Linked DNA regions of Muntiacus reevesi: region 1 is linked to region 2. A link is a contact called in public Hi-C data. All regions are on one chromosome and are shown on one strand. Each heading gives the region's core, a stretch centred on a gene start, on an enhancer-like site or on the middle of the called end of the contact. The rest is flanking DNA. Distances are from core to core; before and after follow the strand shown.

What was found. Hi-C and Micro-C count contacts between places; a contact is called where the count stands out from the background.
Region 1: a Hi-C map of muscle shows a contact between it and region 2, with 6 times the contacts expected there. The contact joins the promoter of ANAPC15 here to the promoter of CLPB in region 2. A contact is called at or near these places in 2 of 3 Hi-C or Micro-C datasets (blood and muscle).

Annotation. Positions count from the first base shown.
Region 1 is chr9:39,575,741-39,582,570 of mMunRee1.1, reverse strand. It overlaps ANAPC15 (anaphase promoting complex subunit 15), which reads right to left and starts at 4,927. Exons shown (of 5, transcript XM_065946292.1): 1 at 4,791-4,927; 2 at 3,251-3,375; 3 at 2,680-2,739; 4 at 2,233-2,370; 5 at 1,752-2,093. The coding sequence starts at 3,370. The coding sequence ends at 2,034. TOMT (transmembrane O-methyltransferase) reads left to right here. Exons shown (of 4, transcript XM_065946285.1): 3 at 83-279; 4 at 760-1,080. The coding sequence ends at 1,080.
Region 2 is chr9:39,278,813-39,285,221 of mMunRee1.1, reverse strand. It overlaps CLPB (ClpB family mitochondrial disaggregase), which reads right to left and starts at 4,091. Exons shown (of 16, transcript XM_065943964.1): 1 at 3,631-4,091. The coding sequence starts at 4,033.

The DNA of each region.
Region 1 (6,830 bases), core at 3,678-6,177, 300 kb before region 2:
CAAGTGGGCATTTGAGACCCCTTTCTATGAGGCCCCCTGCATCATCTCCCATGTCTGCTACAATAGCCACTTCCTCCCATAGGTCAGATCCTGATGCGGTTGGTGGAGGAGAAGGCGCCTGCCTGTGCACTGGAGCTGGGCACCTACTGCGGGTACTCCACACTGCTTATTGCCCGTGCTTTGCCCCCTGGGGGTCGCCTTCTCACCGTGGAGCGGGATCCACGTACGGCAGCAGTGGCTGAAAAACTCATCCGCCTGGCTGGCTTTGACGAACACACGGTCAGGCCCCACCTCCCCAACCCTGATCTCTTTCCTACCACCCTAGGCCTTACACTAGTCAGCCTCTCCCGTCTCCCACCTAGGAGAAAGAAACAGCTCCTCTTAGGAACTATGACCTTGGAGAGTGTTTGAGTTCTTATCTTCCTCTTCCAAGTCACTGGCACATATTTGCTGCTGTATGACAAAGCAGCAGTTAAGAGGAAAGTCTCTGGAACCCATCTGGGTCCAAACCTTAGTCTGCCTCTTGTTAGTTATATGATCCTGGGCAAAGCACTTGTCCTCTGAACCTCAGCTTCTTCAGTGGTAAAATGGAAATCACAATTCTGATTCTGATTTCTTGGTCTGAAGTCAGAGGAAATATGAGAACATACATGGGGACCTTGGCCAGGGCCTGGCACAAAATAAGCCAAATGTCAGTGGGGTCTGGTGTGGGAGAACAGTCATCCCTCCCAACCTCACCTCCAGTGCCTCCCCCTGCAGGTGGAGCTCATCGTGGGGAGATCAGAGGAGGTGATCCCACGTCTAAGAACCCAGTACCAGCTGAGTCGGGCTGACCTGGTGCTCCTGGCGCACCGGCCCCGATGTTACCTGCGGGACCTGCAGCTGCTGGAAGGCCATGCCCTGCTGCCAGCTGGTGCCACTGTGTTAGCTGACCATGTGCTATTCCCTGGTGCACCCCGCTTCCTGCAGTATGCCAAGAGTTGTGGCCGCTACCGTTGCCGCCTCCACCACACTGGCCTCCCTGACTTCCCTGCCATCAAGGATGGCATAGCCCAGCTCACCTATGCAGGGCCTGGCTGAGTCCAGGTGCAGGGGTACTTACTGCTGCCTCCCCCTACCCCTCCCCAAGCACGGACCTCAGAATATCCCCTCCCCTCCCTTCCCTGCTTGTGGACTGACACATGCTGGGCTCAGGGCTTGAGGGGCTCTCCTCCCACCTCTGTCCCACTCTGGCTCCACGCTAACCTGAGGCCTCAAGTCCTGTCAGGCTGTTTGATTCCATTGGTTCCTCTCCTTCCAGTCTAGAGTCATGGACTGACAGGCAAGAAGCTTGAGCTCCCAACCCAGCCCTGTCACTGATTTGCTGGGTTACTCCATGGGAGTCTCTGCCCTGTTCTGAGATTTAATCTGTTCTGATACCAGAGAAGTTGACTAGGAGAGTTCAGGGGCCTCTCAGTTCTAGGCCTCAGAGAACCTGCCCCCCAGCCTCCCCAACCCCATGCCATTTCGGGTGGAATCAAAGGAAGCAGTAAACACTGAGTTAGAGGCCTGGCAGGAATGGCTGGGTGCAATCTGGGCCACAAGAAATGGCAGTGAAGCCTCAGCTCACAGCCAGGGCTACTCTGGCCTTCCTTAGCCCCAGACCACACGGCCAGGTAGATCCGCCTGAAGTCCCTTGAATACCCTTTCCCCAAAGCTCAAGAGAAGATGCTGGCCTCCTCTAGGTTCCAACAAGAAATAGGGAATAGACATGGGGGAAAAAAATCAGTCGTGTCTTTATTAAAGTTAGAAAGAGACTAGATCTGACAAACAAGGGGTGAGGTGCTGGCTAGAAGGGAGGGGGCTGGGCTCAGGCCCTGGGGATTCAAGGGCATACTGATGACCTGGGAGGGACCAAGAAGATCAGGTCCTGGCAGCAGCTGAGGAAGTGCCCGAGGATGAGCATTCAGGCACTGGGGTGGAGCATGGGGGTGGGTGATCAGCTGGTTCTGCAGGAGGTCCAGGGCCATCCTTGGACCCCCTTTCTTGTCTACCTAGATCATCCACTGGTCCTGATCCTGTTCGTTGCCTTCCATGTCCACCTGAAGAGGAGGCTGGGTGTGGGTGGGGAGGGGCCTCAGCCACCCAGCCAGCCCCAGTCCCAGATCCTGCCCCTGGCGGCATCCAGGGTTTCTGTACTCCTGGCTGCCAGTGAGGTCAGGGACAGGGGCCCTCCCGCACACCCCTGCCTACCTCATTGACCTCTCCATCATCAGGTGACTCATTGTAGTCATTCATCTCATCCATGTCCTGCATGTCCTCGTCATCCTCTGAGTCCTCTTCACTATCCTCATCGTCATCTTCATCTTCCTCTTCCTCGTCGTCATAGTGCTGGTGAGGCAGGGAAGAGCCTGGAGGTTCTATAGGTCTGCCTGGGCCATTTCAAGGACTGGCCCACTTGGAGCTTCTCTCTGGGGCCAATGAATGAGCTCCACTCCTGATCCTGTCCCACTCGAGTCTAGCTGATTGGTGCACGACCTTAGTGCTGAGCCCACTACCCACCCTCTCTCTCACCTCTTTCTGGCCTCCACCAGTTGAGGACCACACCTACTCTGGAGTCAGAGGTCAGACCTTCAGAATTAGAGCAGAGCTTCAGTCCACCTGAGCCCCACATAGGCCCCACCTGCTAGAGCCACTCACCTCTGAGGCCGGCTTGCCAATAGGTACCAGGTTGTTGTCTTTCTCTGCAATGCTCTGGAGCTGTGGCCAAACAGGGAGGAGAGCAAGGCTGGGGCCCAAGCAAGGAAGTCAAAGGCATGGCACTCATCTGCCCTGCCCCCAAGAAGACCCCCAAGTGTGAACGAGAAGCTTCCTTCCAACTCTCAGGAAGATTCAGTCTCTTTCCTGTCATCTGCCACTTACTTATGAATTTGATCTAGCTATGTAAACTCTCTGGTCTTTGGGTTCCTTATAAGATTATGGTGAGAATGAAGTGACACTACCAGCCTAGAACATGACATCGGCAAGGTCCTCAATAAACAGTCAAAAAATACTTCGTGTGTTGTAGGGAAAAGAGCCTGGGCTCTGATCTGGCCTAGAGGTCCCACAGTCCTCAGCAAATTAGGGTAACACAAAGATGAGAACCTAGGCTCCCAGCTCAGGACAAAAACCTCCCCCAGGGCAGATCTGCAGAGTAGGGCCAGGTTAAGGCCAGTGAAGGGGGATGGGGAGCCTGACTGAAGCTCCACTGCTGTGCTACGTTCTCACTCACCCAGGCCTGATGTTGCTGTTCTTGCTGCTGCAGCTCTGTCTCCTCCACACAGGGTCGATCCAGATTAAACCACAGTGTCTCAGTCACACGGGGGAAGAGTGAGGGGAACAAGGTGGACATGGCTCCTAGACTGAGGGAAAGGGTCAGGTGAATCCAGCTCTCTCAGATGTGTGTGTTTCAGTTTTTATTTGCTTACATTTTGACTTGGGGATTGGGTGCAGTGTACGGTAGCACAGATGCACCCTTTCCCTGTGGGAATCAGACAGACCTGGGTTTGAGTCCTGGCTCCACCACTTACTAGCTGTTTGACCTTGGAAAAATCACTTAACCTCTGAGCCTCAGTTTCCTTGTCTGTAAAATGGGACAATAACAATTATACCACCCTCACCGTAATTCTAACAGTTAGTAATTTACTTCATGGATAAGCTGTTTGTAAGCTTTTCAAGGCAGGAAGAGAATGGAAGCCAAATGTAGAGAGAGGAAACCAGAATGCAGACTTGCATTACAAAATTCAACAAAATTAAAGATGGCAGGACTCTACTGAAACTACCTTTACCCCCTCCAAACATCAGACCTACTTTCTGCTCCTCCATGCTGCCCCACCCCATACCGACCCAGTGTCAGAAATTTAGGACTCGAACACCTCTATAATGAACCACAGCTAAACTGGGGGGCAAGGAAGGGCGGTGTTACCACGTGCAAGTACGGCTCAGTAAGACATTCTAAAGGCATGAGTAAATAAGTAGATGAAAAGACTGAATAAATGAACATGTGAGAGAATACATAAATTCAGCTCGCTTAAGCGGCTGAAGGAGCTGACAAGGAAGGTCCCAGAGAATCTGAATTAAAACTTTAAAGCTCACAGGAAAACTGAGGCCCAATAAAGGCAACGACTGGCTCTAGGTCACACGGTAAGCTGGGCACAGAACGCTTGCGGGGAATAGATCCAGGCCAGGCACAAGAGATGAAGAGAAAATAATCTATGTCTAATTCTGTTCTTGCCCTAATTTATTTGACCAATCCGTCAAATAAATTAGGGCTAGCTGCTGCCCTTCCGTGTATCGCAGCTTCCCGGCGCATTTAACAGGATCAATAACACCCAACCCACAACCAAGGAAGTACTGAAGGGCCATAGAACGCAGCTCCGAAAGACCAACCCATCGCCGTAAAGCCTCCACCCATTCTCTGCTTATTATGATGATAATCGTGGAATTGACCAACAAGAAGGCAGGGGCGGGATTCCGGCAGGCATTTGTCCTTATAGGGTCGCTAATCGCGAAAGGAGCGGGGCCTGGGTAAGGCCAATTAACTGGAAGAAATGCTGAGTGACTGGAAGTGGTACCAATGAGTGACGGGTCTTGAGTGACGGGGTGGGGCTTACTCTCGAGGAAGCGGCCAATGAGTTGGAGCGCTTTGATGTTAAGGGGAGTGTGAACAGGCAGCTCCTGAGGAGGCGGATCAGGAGAATGGGGTTTCTCTGGGGGTAGGGAAGGAAGGAGGGACGAGGAGACAGGAGCCGCAGCCTAGCTTCTGTACTTACCGCGCCGGGAGGCGGCAGCCGGCGGCGACCCGGAAGCACTTCTTTCTGCCTGACCGGAAGAGCCCACCAGAACCAGGGACACACCAAACGCATGCGTGTTTGCTCTTCTTTTGTTTCCCGCTCCCGCCCCGCCAGAGTGGAAGTGACGTTCCATACGTTGGTCACGTGCTGGATGGAAATTTGGCGCGCCCAGCTCTGTCGGCCCAGCCTTGAGTGTCAGCCAATCGGTCTCTCTAGCCTGGTCCCGCCCCAACGGCCCCGTGCAGCCCCGCCTCTTTCTCCCCAGGCAGTACTTGCTGGCCAATCCCTGCTGAAAAATAATAGTTGGCGGCGACCAGCGTTAGGACTAGGACTGTTTGTCGTGCTGCGTGCCAGGAAAATTAGTCTATTTCTACCTCAGAATCGCTGGGTGATTTTACCCCTCGCCGTTCCCGTCTGTCCTTTCTCTCCTTCAGTTTCCCGTTTGGGTGCATACATTCATTTATGTATGCCTTCAACGGAAATATTTGAGTCCCTATTATATTCTATATTCCAGGCCCTGCTAGAAGCGGGGGCTAAATCTAGGAACATGGTCCCTGCCCTCAAAGACCTCAGAGTCAAGTAGGGAAGCCAAACTCTGCAGACCTGCAGTGGGCTCCCTGGTATTTTTTTTTTTGGGGGGGGGGGGGGCGGGAGCGAACGGGCAGCCCCAGGGAATGTGGGATCTTGTTCCCCGGCCAGGGATCCAACCTGCACTCTGCGTTGGAAGCGCTGACCGCTAGGGAAGTCCTTTCATTGGTCTCAAGATTGCCTTTCCAGGTCTGCATTCCAGATTTTGTAAGGGCTTGAGTGTTTACTCAGTCTCAGGCGCAGCATTCTGCTACTTGGAATTGAGCTGCCCTCTCCAGGTCTGGGCTAAATGCGCTTAGGGGTCAGCCTTGTCATATCTCTCCCACTCCTTTGCTGATGCCTTCATTCTGCTAACCTCTGTCTGACTCAGCTTCCCCTTCAGAGATCATAATACCTTCTGACAACGGAAGTCCTTCAAACCCAGTGCCCATTAAACTCCATCACCCACGAGCCCATTTCAAGGCCAGCAATCATCCATCGTTTCACTACTGCCTTGACCAAATGTGTGCCTTTTAACAAATCCCTTTTGCGTGCCTGGACTCAGTTTCCTCTTCTGCCCAGGCTTCTTCCTACCTTGGACTGATGTGAGAATTTGATGAGATAACATATTTAAGAGTTAGTGTACTGTGCATATGGACTCACATTGTTTCCAAGCAGTTCTGGTTATAAAGTTTTTCATTAAAGAGTAAAATTTGCCGCTTGGAAATGTCCACCTTTTTTTTTTTTTCATTCATTCAACCAGTATCTACTGAGTACCTTATTATATGCCTGTCGCTATTCTAAGTAAAGAATGTACAATAGTGAACAAAACAACAATAACAAAATCATGAAGAGACTCATGCTGCTTCCATTTTAATGAGATAAAAAGATAGCTAAATATATAGTTTTAAGATTGTAGTAAATACTAAGGAGAAAAAATAAATCAGAGAAGTGGGAATAAAATGTTGGTAGAGGAGATGTTTTATCTTAGAGGGCCAAGGAAAACCTTACTGGGAAGGTGACTTTTGAGTAAAAGTTCGGAAGAAAAAAAGAAAACGGGCACTATTCTGATATTTAAGGAAGAGCACCAAGGCAAGAGCAAGTGCAAAGAGCCTCCGATGGCTGGAGCGTAGTGTTTTATGGCGTGAAGGGGAGAAGATGAGGATAGAGATATGAGCCAGAGAGGACAGCTTCACAGATCACAATAGCACTTTGGCTTTTACCCCATGTTCAGGATCCCTTGAAGGGTTATGAGCAGAGGATCCGCACAATCTGATTTACATTTGAACCGAGTTACTCTCCCAATTTTATAAAGAGAAATTCAGTTGGGGATAGTGGCAGAAGCAGGAAAAGACATGAGAGGTGCTGGTTTGGGGGGAAAACACCTGGAGTCAATTTTGAGTTTTGAGATGTCCTTTAGGAATGTTGAGGGAGTGGGAGGGGAAATAGTTC
Region 2 (6,409 bases), core at 2,842-5,341:
CTCTGCCCACATGAAAGCCTCTGTTAACCACTTGTCTTCCACATCTTTCTATCAGAGCCCAGACTCAGAACTCTTACCACACAGGTGATCCAAGGAATGTGTTAGTACCACGTGTGGCCTACAGTAAACACTCAGTGTGTGAACGCCTTCACCCTTCACCAGCTATAAAGCTCTGCAGGTTTATGTAACTATCACACATTATTAATTATCCCCCTACCTTGCCCCACTTTCTCTTCCAACTTCAGTTTCTCAGCCTAGTTTTGAATCTTGATGTTACACGTCACAAACCTAGCAGGACAGGATAAGGAAGAGCAGGCAGGGGTGTGGACCCCTCCGAGAGTGGAGAGAGCCTCGACCAGGAGCCAGGCTCCACCATACCCTGTCCACTATTCACCATGTGCTGTGGCAACCTTTAACCCCTCAACGCCAACCTCCTTGACTATAAAGCAGAGGCAGTAATCCCTGCTCTGACAGCCTTACAAGGATGCTAAAGAAATAACAGCTGAAAAACCTGCAAACATCCCAGTGCCAAATCCAAAGAAGGAAGAACCAAAGCAGAGGATTCCAATCAATCCCTTAGGAATCACCAGGCCTAGTAGAAAAGCGATGGCACGCTTGGCCTGGCCTGGGCAGCGTGCGGGCTGTTGGCACCACCTTGTGGCCATGAGGAAAAGCTGTCAACAGCAGAGGCACATTCTCTCTCCCAGGGGCTGCAACACTCTGAGCTCAGCTGGTCCTGAGCTCCAGTGATGGGCACCAGACTGACTCAGACCAGCCCCGTCTCAGGGAGCTCTCAGTCCAGCCAAGAGAGTCACCACGTGAAAAAGACAGGAAGCACTGGGGCAGGGTGGAATAGCAGACCTGGGTCTGGTCCTAACTCTGCCACTTACTTGTTTATTACCTGGCTCACTCACCTAACCTCCTGTGTACAATATCCACCTTATCAGACATATGCAAACCAGTCCTGTGGTTCAGACTGATGCACAGGCCTCCACGCCACCTTCAGGCCTAGGCTCCAGGACTAGGTCTTCCTCGGTTCCCCAGCTGTTTCCCCGCACACACCCCGGCATGCTTGGGCAGCCCCCAGCTGGAAGGGGAACAAGCCTTCCTCAGATACTGCTGTATTCTCTCTCCCCTCACTCTTTTAAAAAGAAGTAGCTTCTGCAAGGTCCCAGAGGGAATGAGGAATGAGCCGAGATTAAAACCAGGGTCCCCTGGCTCCTAAAGGGCAGTACTGATTATGCTGCACTAAGGGCCCTGGCTCACAACTCTCAAGTCACAAGGGAACTGGCAAGTCAGAAAGGTTGGGACTGGTCATGGTTTGGTAAACGTCATGTATTTTGGTAAAAAGACCCCAGTGTCTTTTGCTGGGGTTCACATGCCACAGAGTCCAATCTGGAGCCCCCCAAAAACTCTGAGGCAAGACCTTGGACACCTTCTCCCCATCTGTCTAAACCTGCTGGCCTTGGGACATTCCCTGCTCATTAATTTTCCACAGCTTTTCCATCACCTATAGAAGAATTTCAAACCTTCCAAATCCCCTCGCCTGATATCCAGACCCTACTCCATCTGCTCTCACCTCATTTAAAAGACCTCCTCTCCTTCAACCAGGCTGGACAAACTGTTAGCCTCTATACATACTATGCTGACCTGCGTTTCGTTCCTGGAAACATTTGCGTAGAATACAAACCATCTTGAGGAACATTTACTAAGTACCTACGCTAAGTACCAGGGACTATGATGGACAATGCAAAAGTATTAGGGAAAGGAACCGGCATCAACCTGAAAATATCAAGACGCACTCCCTGCTCTCAAGGAGCTCACAGTATCAACTCTCCTTTTCATCTCTTGCCTTATCCTTCAGAACTCAAATTCAAATTCCCCATTCTCAAGGAAGGTCTCCAATCATTCAGGAAGGCTTTCCATGCTGGCCTTCTGATCCCCCAAAACATGCTGTCAGATGACTCACCAGATGCACATGCCTAATGGCCCGCACCGTCCCCTTAATTGGCATTGTGTTAAGTCAGGAGTTCCACATCAAGCTTTAAAGTAGGCGCACAGAGGGTATTCATACCTCTGTGGGTGTGGAAGTGATAGAATCATAGTGTGCCTAAGCTAGAAGAACCCTTAGGAGCTCTGTTTCAACACCCTCATTTTATAGATGAGGAAACAGGACCATGAGGAACAGCAAAAGTCCAAAGTAACGTGGGAATTAAAGGTAGAACAAAACAAAACCCCAGGTGACCTTACTCCCTGCCGAGGCTCTTCCTAAACAGCTGGCCACATCCTGCTGAATAAACAAATGAATGTCAAGGACGTCCCTCCTCTTGGTCCAAAGTCTCAGAGCTTGGGATGCATGGAATCTTGAAACACCAGGCCTCACTCTTCTCTTTGAGGAAGAGCTAAGAATCTGAGTAGCTGGATTCACGTAGGCTAGAAGTCTAGCTCTCTCCTGCTCTCCCAGTCCCTGCTCGGCTCCGTGCACCCAGGGGTGATGCCAATCTGGGTCAGCCAGCCCCCGTGGTTGCTCTGGTTCTCTAGAGAGCCAGCTCCCTGCATTTCTTGTCCTGCCAAATTCCCTACATAGCAAGATCACCTCATGCCTGAGACTAGGCATAGCAGAACCCTAGGAGTCTCCCTGATGAACACAACCACACTGCTGAACTTCAAAAGGAATCAGAATAACAGCACTGTAAGAGTACTGAGAAATCATCCTCCACCTGTGGGAAAACAATCTAGAGAGGAGCAAGCAGAGCCAATGTTGGCACTGAAACCAAGTCTCCTCTTCCCTTCTTAGGCCATGGACCCCAAGGACTGTAGCCTGCCAGGCTCTTCTGTCCATGGAATTTTTTTCAGGCAAGAATACAGAAGCTGGCTGCCATTCTCTACTCCAGGGGATTTTCCCAGACCAGGGATCAAACCCACGTCTCTTGCATCTCTTGTGTCTCCTGCATTAGCAGGTGGATTCTTTACCACTGCACCACATGGGAAGCCAAACAGGAGGTTTCCTGGAGACCTCTTAAAAGAGGAACTGAACCAGGTAGAATGGTAGAGAAATAGGCCACATGCTAATTTCAGATGTTTAGTCCAATGCTCCCATTGTACAGATGGATAAGATGATACTCCAAGAAGGGAGGCTGACCTTTAATAACTGTATTATTATAATACAATAATTATTATTATGGGCTTCCTAGGTGGCGCCAGTGGTAAAGAACCCACATGCCAATGCAGGAGACATAGAAGACGCAGGTTTGATCCCTCAGTAGGGAAGATCCCCTAGAGGAGGGCATGGCAACCCACTCCAGTAGTCTTGCCTGGAGAATCCCATGGACAGAGAAGCCTGGCAGGCTACTGTCCACAGGGTCCCAAAGAGTCGGACACGACTGCAGCGACTAGGCACGCATGCAATTATTATTGTAATACAATAACAGTTGCATAATTTGAGAAATTACACAACTCAGAGGAACTGAGCTCCTCAGCCTGCTCTATGACCAAATTATGTCTGGGTCCCACCAGGACTGAAGCTCTAGTGGTCTAAATCTATAAACAGCTCCCACCCTCCAACCACACGGACTCAGGACCCTCCTCCCGCCTCTCACTTGCACAAAACCAGACTGTTCCGATAATCACCCTTGCTGGACGGGCTCTTGCTGTAACAGTGAACCACCAGCGCCGTGGCCAGGGCCCACACGCCCAATCCGGCTCTGCTGAGGACTCCATTCCAGCTGTCCTGCCCAGGCAGTGTATCTTCGGGGCTGGGAAGGCGTCCCCACGTGGCAGCTGCAAGGCAGGGGGTCTCGGTACGTCCTCTCTGGCGCCCTCCAGTGGCTGCCCCTCCTCCGGTGAGTAGGGCCGGCGACGTTCCATGGCGCCCCCCGACGGCAGCCCTCAGCCACTGAGGCTCCCCGCGGCCCCCGGTGGTCACACTCTCGCCGGTGGCACTTTCGTGGCTCCGGAGCGATGGGGACCTAAGCAGCTGGAGAAGGAGCCGCGGCGCCGGCGCTGTTCTCTTCGACACCAGGGACCCCAGCATCGTGACAGCTGCTTCGATAACCCCCTGGTGCCGGCCCCTGTGCTGACCACTTCCAACATGGCTGCCGCGGCGCGTTCGAAGACGCCGCGGAGTGGAATTACGCACTACCCCACGGGAGTGGTAGTCCCTAACCGTAGATCTTGACGTAGCGGAGGGAGAAATAAACTACATTTCCCAGAAGGCTGTGGAACTTGCGTCATAATGACTGCCGACTTACAGGATCCTGGGGCGTATTGGGAAATGGAGTTTGGACATGGGGGCGTGGCAAGAAGAGAAACACCTAGCAGGGGCCAGGCCATTAGAGTTAAGGTTGGAATCCCAGAGTCTTCTTCCAAGTTTAGCTAAAACTTGAGATGCAATTTCTGAGTTTTGTACATTAAACGGGACTCTTCAGCAGAGGCCAGTCATGAAACTTGTGCTTCTTTTAGGCTATATCTCTTTTTAGCCTGGGACTGATTTTCACAAAGATAGCTAGGGTAACTGGTGCACCTGAAATAGGAATTCCTTTTCTTTTCTCTCTCTCTTTTTGTTTTTTGTACACCGACATCCTTTCTGTTAAAAAGTTGATGCCTAATCTTGCTTTCCCACTTGCCCTATATTTAAGGTGCTTTCATATGTTCTCTCTTTCTCATCCTTGTGGCAGCCGCATAAGGGAAGCTGGGCTAGGACTATTACTCCTGTGTACAGGGAGGGGAATTTAGGCTCAAAAATAAAAGAATTTGTCAATAAATCAATAAATAAAGCTGAAGCCTTCAACTCCAAGCCATCACCCTTTTGATACTTGCACTCCCATCCTGCCCTCATTTCTCCAGATTGAACCCATGAGAAGGTGAAAGATGAAGTGCTTTTTTTTCCTAGGTGAGAAGTGGATTTTTTAGAGAGAAGCACACTCCACAGAGCTCCAGCCTTCTCAGAATCAAGAGCAGCCTTGGGAGAAACACACTGAACAGACTAGAGTGTGGACTGTCGCAGAGGGTATGAGTAGTCTTGAAATGCAGTGTGGTTAGTTTTTATAGGCTGGGTTATTTCACAGGCTAATGAGAAAAGCTGTGCTAAATCTAGACAGCGTATTAAAAGGCAGAGACGTCACTTTGCCAACAAAGATACAAATTGTCAAAGCTATGGTTTTTCCAGTAGTCATGTATGGATGTGAGAGCTGGACAGTAAAGAAGGCTGAGCACTGAAGAATTGATGCTTTTGAACTGTGGTGTTGGAGAAGACTCTTGAGAGTTCCCTGGACTGCAAGGAGATCAAATCAGTCAATCCTAAAAGACACAAATCCTGAATATTCAGGGAAGGATTGATGCTGGAGCTGAAACGCCAATACTTTGGCCACCTGATGTGAAGCGCTGACTCATTGGAAAAGAGCCTGATGCTGGGAAAGATTGAAGGCAGGAGGAGAAGGGGGACAGAGGACAAGATGGCTGGATGGCATCACCAACTCAATGGACATGAGTTTGAGCAACTTCGGGAGATGGTGAAGGAGAGGGAAACCTGGTGTGCTGCAGAGCAACTGAACAACAACGAGGGAGGATTACTCCACCTATTTTGGTGGGGGGTGGTGGGGGTGGAGATTTCCAGGAATTGGGCCACTGCCCACTTTCCGGTCTTTGACTGTTGGCTTTGGAACTGTCCTGGCACTTCTGGGTGTGCCAGTTACCTTGCTGATGTATTAAAATGAGCACATACTGAGGATCCAGGTCTAGTCTAAACTGACTTGTCTGCCGTCTTAGGCCCATTTGATTCTAATCAGTTTATGTTGTGTCCTTGGGCTATGTCATTCTTTCAAAGGTTGTGCCCTGCCCCCTTCCCTCCTGTTTTTACTCAGATTTTACTCCCGTATTCTTACAGGAAGCAGAAGAGCAATGGTCTATCTTCTGTAACTGAGAAGGCTCTTCTTTATACCAGTTCTAGATCCTGTTCCTGCACTTACTTCAGAGTATCAAACCTTCCCAGATGACTCTATTTAAATAAGCTATCTTCCTTTCCACATCTTTATTATCCTGCCTACTTTGTCTTCATATCACCTAGCACTTGACATGTTGTTGTTGTTTAGTTGCTAAGTCATGTCTGACTCTTTTGTGACCTCATAGACTGTAGCCTGAAAACTCCTCTGTCCATGGGATTTCCCAGAAAAGAATACTGGTGTCGACTAAAAAAGATGCACAACCTGAGAGCCTCGAGTTAAGTTTTATTTGGGACAAAATGAGGACTGCAGCCCGGGAGGCAGCACCTCAGATAGCTCTGAGAGATAGCTCCAAAGAGGCAGTCAGTTCAGTTCAGTTCAGTTGCTCAGTCATGTCCGATTCTTTGCAACCCCACAGACTGCAGCACGCCTGGCCTCCCTGTCCATCACCAACTCCTGGAATTTACTCA